2 separate regions of the Mus musculus genome follow, and region 2 is linked to region 1. A link is a contact called in public HiChIP or PLAC-seq data. All regions are on one chromosome and are shown on one strand. Each heading gives the region's core, a stretch centred on a gene start, on an enhancer-like site or on the middle of the called end of the contact. The rest is flanking DNA. Distances are from core to core; before and after follow the strand shown.

Region 1 (2,831 bases), core at 135-2,634:
CTTGAGAAATTGGATAATGAGTAGAAGTGTTAAGAACTAGCCGTAAGACACCTTTACATTCTAGAATTAAGCAACTTTCATCTTGAATTTGTATTGTTTTGTTTTTGTTAACACAGAGCTGACTTCTTGGTACTTTGTGAACAGAGGAAACTTGGGTTTGTGAGAGAGATTGGCCAGTGACTTGGTTTTCACTGATGTTGAGTAGAGGCCATTTCATAAAGTGAGCTAGTGAGTTGGTGTGTGTTCCTTCTTTTTCTGCTCTCTACAGTGCTTTTCTGTTTTTAAGTAAAACTATAGTCATCTGTTTCATAGAGCTTTGTCAAAGTTCATCTCTAAAGCCATTTATGATTTACTTTCTCTGGAGGAAGATTTTTAGCAAATTTTTGGTTTTTTGTTTGTTTGTTTGTTTTTGTTTTTTTTGGTAGTTGTTGGACTCCTTGACTGGACTTTCTTCTTAATAAGCTTTGCTAAGTTGCAATTTTCTAGAAATTTTACCCAAGTTCTTAAGTTTATTGGCATAGTTATTTATAGTATTCTTTTATCTTTCATTTTCCGCCTCATCTGTAATTATATTCCTTCCTACTCAGCATTGTTTCTCTCAATTTTTCCTTTACTGATCTGTTTTATTAGAATTTTCAAAGAGCAAATACCAAGTCTTCTGTTTGGTTTCAGTTCACTGATGTTTTTTGCTTTGTTATTCTTCATTTCTTCCTTTCTTGTTCCATCCACTTCCCAGAAGAAGATGACGACGACTTCCTCTTCCTCCTCCTCCTCCTCCTCCTCCTCCTCCTCCTCCTCCTCCTCCTCCTCCTCCCAGACATTCAGTGCTGTGTCTCCACTGCTTAGTCGGTCAGCTGCCTCGGACGGTCTGATAACATGCGAGTGAGGGCAGACCTTGGGCGTCTCTCCATCTGTCCTCTCTTCTCCTAAGGAATGATCTCCAGTCTCCCAACACAAGGGCAACCTACAGGGGACGAGGCCAGCATCAGGCCTGGGGAGTTCTAGAAAGAGGGCTTGCAGGCTTTCCCCGATAGAAACTCTGAAGGATAAAGTTTACCCAGTAAATATTGTTTTGCAATAAATTTACACACATATTCTGAAACTACATTTGGGGTAGTATGTCAGGAGTGACATGGAAAAAAATCCTTTCTGGAACTGAAAGCTGCTTCAGGAAGGGCTCAGCTTGATGGACTGTTGTGTCTGAGTGAAACATCCCCTACAGAAGACTATTGATACTAAATGTTTCCTGACAGTCACAAAATGGAAACATGCTCTTTACTATGTAAACAAGTTCTCTGGAGGGCCGGGCAGGGAGGGCTGGGCAGGGAGGGCCGGGCAGGGCGGGGCGGGCCTGGTGGTGGTAGTCTGTAGTTTGCAGCATGAGACAGTAACCTGGGGGCTGGCCTTGAAGAAGCAGGTGGACGGAGCCTTGGATACCTGTGATATGACAAGGGATAAGGGACTGCTGAACTCCCTCAGGGCGCATCAGCCAGAAACGATGTCTAACATAGTGCTGTAGCAGAGAGGACCTTAGAGTCTCCCACAAGGGCGTCAGTGCTGGTTTCAGAGAGACGGAGGGGGCTCTGAAGAAAGTAAGTTTACACACAGAATACAGTAGTATGCAGGTTAACAGGGTGCTACCTTGTGCACATGCCATTTTTTCCTTAAGGAGTTTTACATATTAGAGTGTCTTCTTGGTAGAACGTACATATAATTATTTCCAAATCAGTGCTTTGAAGCACTTGTATTTTTAAAATGTGGATAGGATTGAAGGAAAGAAGCTCAAAAACTGTCTAAGTTAAGGTTCTACTGCTGTGAGCAGACACCGTGACCATGGCAGCTCTTAGAAAGGAAAACATTTCACTGGGGCTGGCTCACAAGCTCAGAGGTTGGTTGCTACCTGTGACCTAACCCATTTAAAAATATTTTTATTCAGGTTTTGAGAATTTTCTACTTGCATGCAGTACATTTTAAACATACTCACACCCTATGCGCCCAACTCCTCCCAGGATCATCATCTATCATCTAACCTACTTTTTCAGGCAACATATAACACAACAGACTATTTCTGGAACATTTAAACTTGAAACTTTTAACATAGTTTTAGAGCGCGCGCGCGCGCGCGCGGTGCGAGCTTGTACAGAGGTCAGGGGCAGCCTGCAGGAGTCAGGTCTCTTTCCCCTGTAGTTTGAGGTCAAGGTCAGGTTTTCAGATTTGGCAGCAGGTCTCTGTAGCCATCTTCCTGGACCCTAGGATTTAACTTTTTACTATTTTTGTCTTTTCTTTTAGTTTTCCAAAAAAGTGGTAAATGCTCTCTCACTCTTTATCTCAGATAAAATATGTGCCAAGTAGAAATTTATAGTTGTTGACCTGGAATGTTGGAATTCCGTGCGTGTTTTGAAGGTCAGAATTTTCCGGGTCGTTAGAAATTAAAATGCTTTAAATACTGTAGATTTTTAGTTTTAAAACAAGCTTAAAGAGTTCTGGCCAAATGCACCTTAGACCCGTTCCTGTTCTGTGTTCACGAAGTGCAGTGAGTGTTTTAAGAAGATAAACCGCTTCACGGCTCCTGCGCTGTCCAGGTCAGGTTTTGCTATCAGAGCTGCTTGTCCGACTTTCTGGGGAGCTCCAGGCTTCAGGCCTTGCTGGGGCTCCAGGAAGAGGTCTGGCCTTCTCGTGGGGCTCCTGTGAGTTTCCTTCCTCCTCACCTGCTGGATTGCTTAGAGATACATCTACTGTGAAAACTGTAAGGACTGGGAGAAACATGTTTTTGTGTGCCTACCTACCTCCAATTCTGGACCTATCTCATTCTCCTACCGACATTTTCCCAC
Region 2 (2,831 bases), core at 154-2,653, 170 kb after region 1:
AACACCAAACACACATATGGCGGTGGGAGGGGGCCAAACGGAATGTTGTATTTCTTCAAAACTAAAAACTTTTGTGCCTCAAAGACAGCATCCAGAAAGTGAAAAGCCAGTCACAGAACAGGTTGAAATGTCGGTGAATCCTGCATCTGACAAGAGATGGTTTAGGTAGCAGAAACATGTGGACCTCCCAGGGTGCATTTCAGTGAGCTCATGGAAGGCTGTCCCCATCCACGCCTGTCTCTTCTGCTCTATCCGCTTCTACTCATTTTTTTCTGTGACTCCCTGGGCCTCTTGAAAGAGGTATGTATGTGTAGGGGGTCCTGGGTTCAACCCAGAGCTGTGCATACACAAAGCAAGCACAAAATCACCGAGTGGCACTCTCAGCCCTCTCTCTTTTTTGAAAATGCTGTGAGACGGAATTTTTCTTTTATTTTTAAAATAGTGTTTATTGTTTTTAATATGTGCATGCTAAAAATTCAATCTGAAGGGATGTTACTTACTAGGGTTTTGGAAAGGGAGAGGAACTGTGGGACACTGGGTAATGGGCAGCAAATACGTTTAGATGTGGTTAAGTTCGAGGTGGCGTCTTTTTAAGCATTTATTTCAAATATTTATTTGGGGGAGGAGGCGTGCCATGGCATGCACGTGGAGGTCAGAGGACAACTTGGAGGGAGTTAGTTTTCTCCCTCTACTAGGAGGGTCCTGGGATTTGAACACACGTGCCAAGTGTTTTTACCTGCTGAACCTCACTTGGCCCAGATAAGCCTTTTAAAAAACAAACAAAACCAAACAAACTCCTTGTGGTCAGAAATCTCTGCTGCTTTCTCCTCCGGACTAGTCCTGGGCAGGAGGGAATGCCCACTGGGCAACTTTTATGGTCATTTTGAAAAGTACCATCTTTTATAATCTGGCTGCCAATTCCTTTGTCCTCTTGTCCAAGTGTTTGTGTTTAGTAGGTTGGAGGAGGAACTAGGCTTGCAGGACATGCCCGCTTGTTGGTGTGACTGTTCTGCCTTGCCTCCAGTGTCTGTCACAGAGTAAGCTCACGGGCTGTAGAAGGCAGAAGACAAAAGTTTCACCTGTGGCCCAAACATCTTCAAGTTCTTACCACGGTGCTTTCAAGTTTAGAGGGAACAGAGAAATGCCTTGGAAAACATTTAATTAAATAAAGAGAAGTCATGGCCCTACTCACCCTGGCAGGCAGTCCCCGCAGACAGCATCACTGGTGTGTGAGCAGTTGGCCCTCTGAAAGCGGTTCACCAGCGCACAGTCCGCACATGGCTTACACTTCTGGAAACCCCAGTCTTCCTTGAACCGGTGCGGCCTGCAGGGCACACACTGTGCATCCTCCCCATAGCCGAAGCCACATTCCTGTGGGGATTAGCGGGTAAAAGACAGCTATTCAGACTCTGCAAGCTTGAAAAAGGAGAAGCTGCAGGAATAAAGAAGACCCACCAAGGCCTGCCTTCCTGGACACAAAGGCAGCCCTTTCAGCAAGTTCAAATGTGTCTTCCCTGGCTAATAATCTCTCTTTCGACCAGCGCAAGGGTCCTTAGCAATCCACTTTCTTCCAGAGGCGGTGAGCAAGTGCATAAGAAAAGATCTCCTACTGGGGCATTGGGGCAGATTTAAGGCACTTTCTTCTCCCCTAATTAAGCCAGCCACATGACCTCTCAGAAGCTGAAGCCAGTGGACACCGGTTCGCACATCAAGGCGAGAAAATAAGCACATCGCTATTAGCAGCGCAGCTTCAGAGGATAAAGGTGTGAGAGGTTTCAGACGCCTTAAAACTCTGACCAGATTAGTATTTTCTGTGATCAGAAAGGTTGTGACTTGTTCAAAGAGAGCTGGGGTCACAAACTAGAGCCTGGGATGTGGCTCAGAGGTAGAGAGCCGGCCTAGCCAATGGGAATGCCCTGGGTTCAACTCTTAGTACTGCAAACCAAACAAGGCACTTAAAGGTTTCAAGTCCCAGGCTGTGATGTACATCGGACGCTGCACCATTTTTTTACAGGGACGAGTGACATTAAAGACTCGAGGACTCTTTGGTACCCAGACTCCCACAGTTCAAGAGCAAAATGACCTATAGCAATCACATGACTAAGACACAGCATAAAACTCAGGTTTTAGTTCTGTATTCGTGAGTCCACAAGACTGGACATCTCAGCTGGTCGTCAGTATACATTAGAATCCTGAGGATGTAGGCTCTACTGCCAATGAAGGAATGGACTGGCCAGCAAGAGTGAGAGTGGGGCAAGCAGGTGGAGAACAAAAGCTTCCCCCTTTCCCTGTGTGTTTTATTTAGGCTGCCAGCAGCTGATGTGACCCACATAAATGGTGGACCTTCCCACCTCAGAAGATCTGAATGAAAAGTGGGTCTTCCCACTCCAAATGATCCAATTAAGAAAACGTCTCTCACAGCTGGACCCAGCCTCTTGGTTTTTAGTTCATTCCAAATGTTGTAGTCAATTCGACAACCAAGGATAGCTAGCACAAGTCCACCCCTTGTCAACTTGACACAATCTTATCTCCTTATGTCATGCATAATTTCCAAATGAAAACAATAACCAGGTCATAATTACACCCTACATAATATAACAGTTCCACACACAATCACAAATGCATTGTATGTTTAACCAGGTCATAATTACACCTAATATGATGTAACTATCCCTCATAAACCACAAACACATAATAAATTTTAAAATAGGTGGCAATGTCCCTTGAGGGACATTCTTTTGGTATCTCAAAACTTAAATATGGAAACTACTGATGTTCTCTTAATTGGTATTATACTGCATGATAAAGATATCAAGAAAAGGAAACTCAAA

The links. HiChIP or PLAC-seq counts read pairs in DNA pulled down with a chosen protein or histone mark.
Region 2: a contact with region 1 is called in an H3K27ac HiChIP or PLAC-seq map of embryonic stem cells, with 2.1 times the contacts expected there. The contact joins two enhancer-like sites. A contact is called at or near these places in 2 of 115 datasets of contacts at active chromatin or transcription factors (embryonic brain and embryonic stem cells) and 2 of 9 other capture datasets (embryonic tail and embryonic trunk).

The regions. Positions count from the first base shown.
Region 1 is chr14:60,837,212-60,840,042 of GRCm38.p6, forward strand. The region is part of intron 14 of Mipep (mitochondrial intermediate peptidase); the gene reads left to right. Among named protein-coding and RNA genes, the nearest start is that of Mipep, 54 kb to the left of the region's middle. Within about 2 kb of position 1,385, at least 9 of the 459 cell types and tissues checked have an H3K27ac peak or open chromatin away from gene starts, as enhancers often do. A contact at or near this core is called in embryonic stem cells, where this site is marked.
Region 2 is chr14:61,003,883-61,006,713 of GRCm38.p6, forward strand. Tnfrsf19 (tumor necrosis factor receptor superfamily, member 19) reads right to left here. Exons shown (of 10, transcript NM_013869.5): 4 at 1,193-1,371. Among named protein-coding and RNA genes, the nearest start is that of Gm41167, 33 kb to the right of the region's middle. RefSeq lists an enhancer at 857-1,859. Within about 2 kb of position 1,404, at least 21 of the 459 cell types and tissues checked have an H3K27ac peak or open chromatin away from gene starts, as enhancers often do. A contact at or near this core is called in embryonic stem cells, where this site is marked.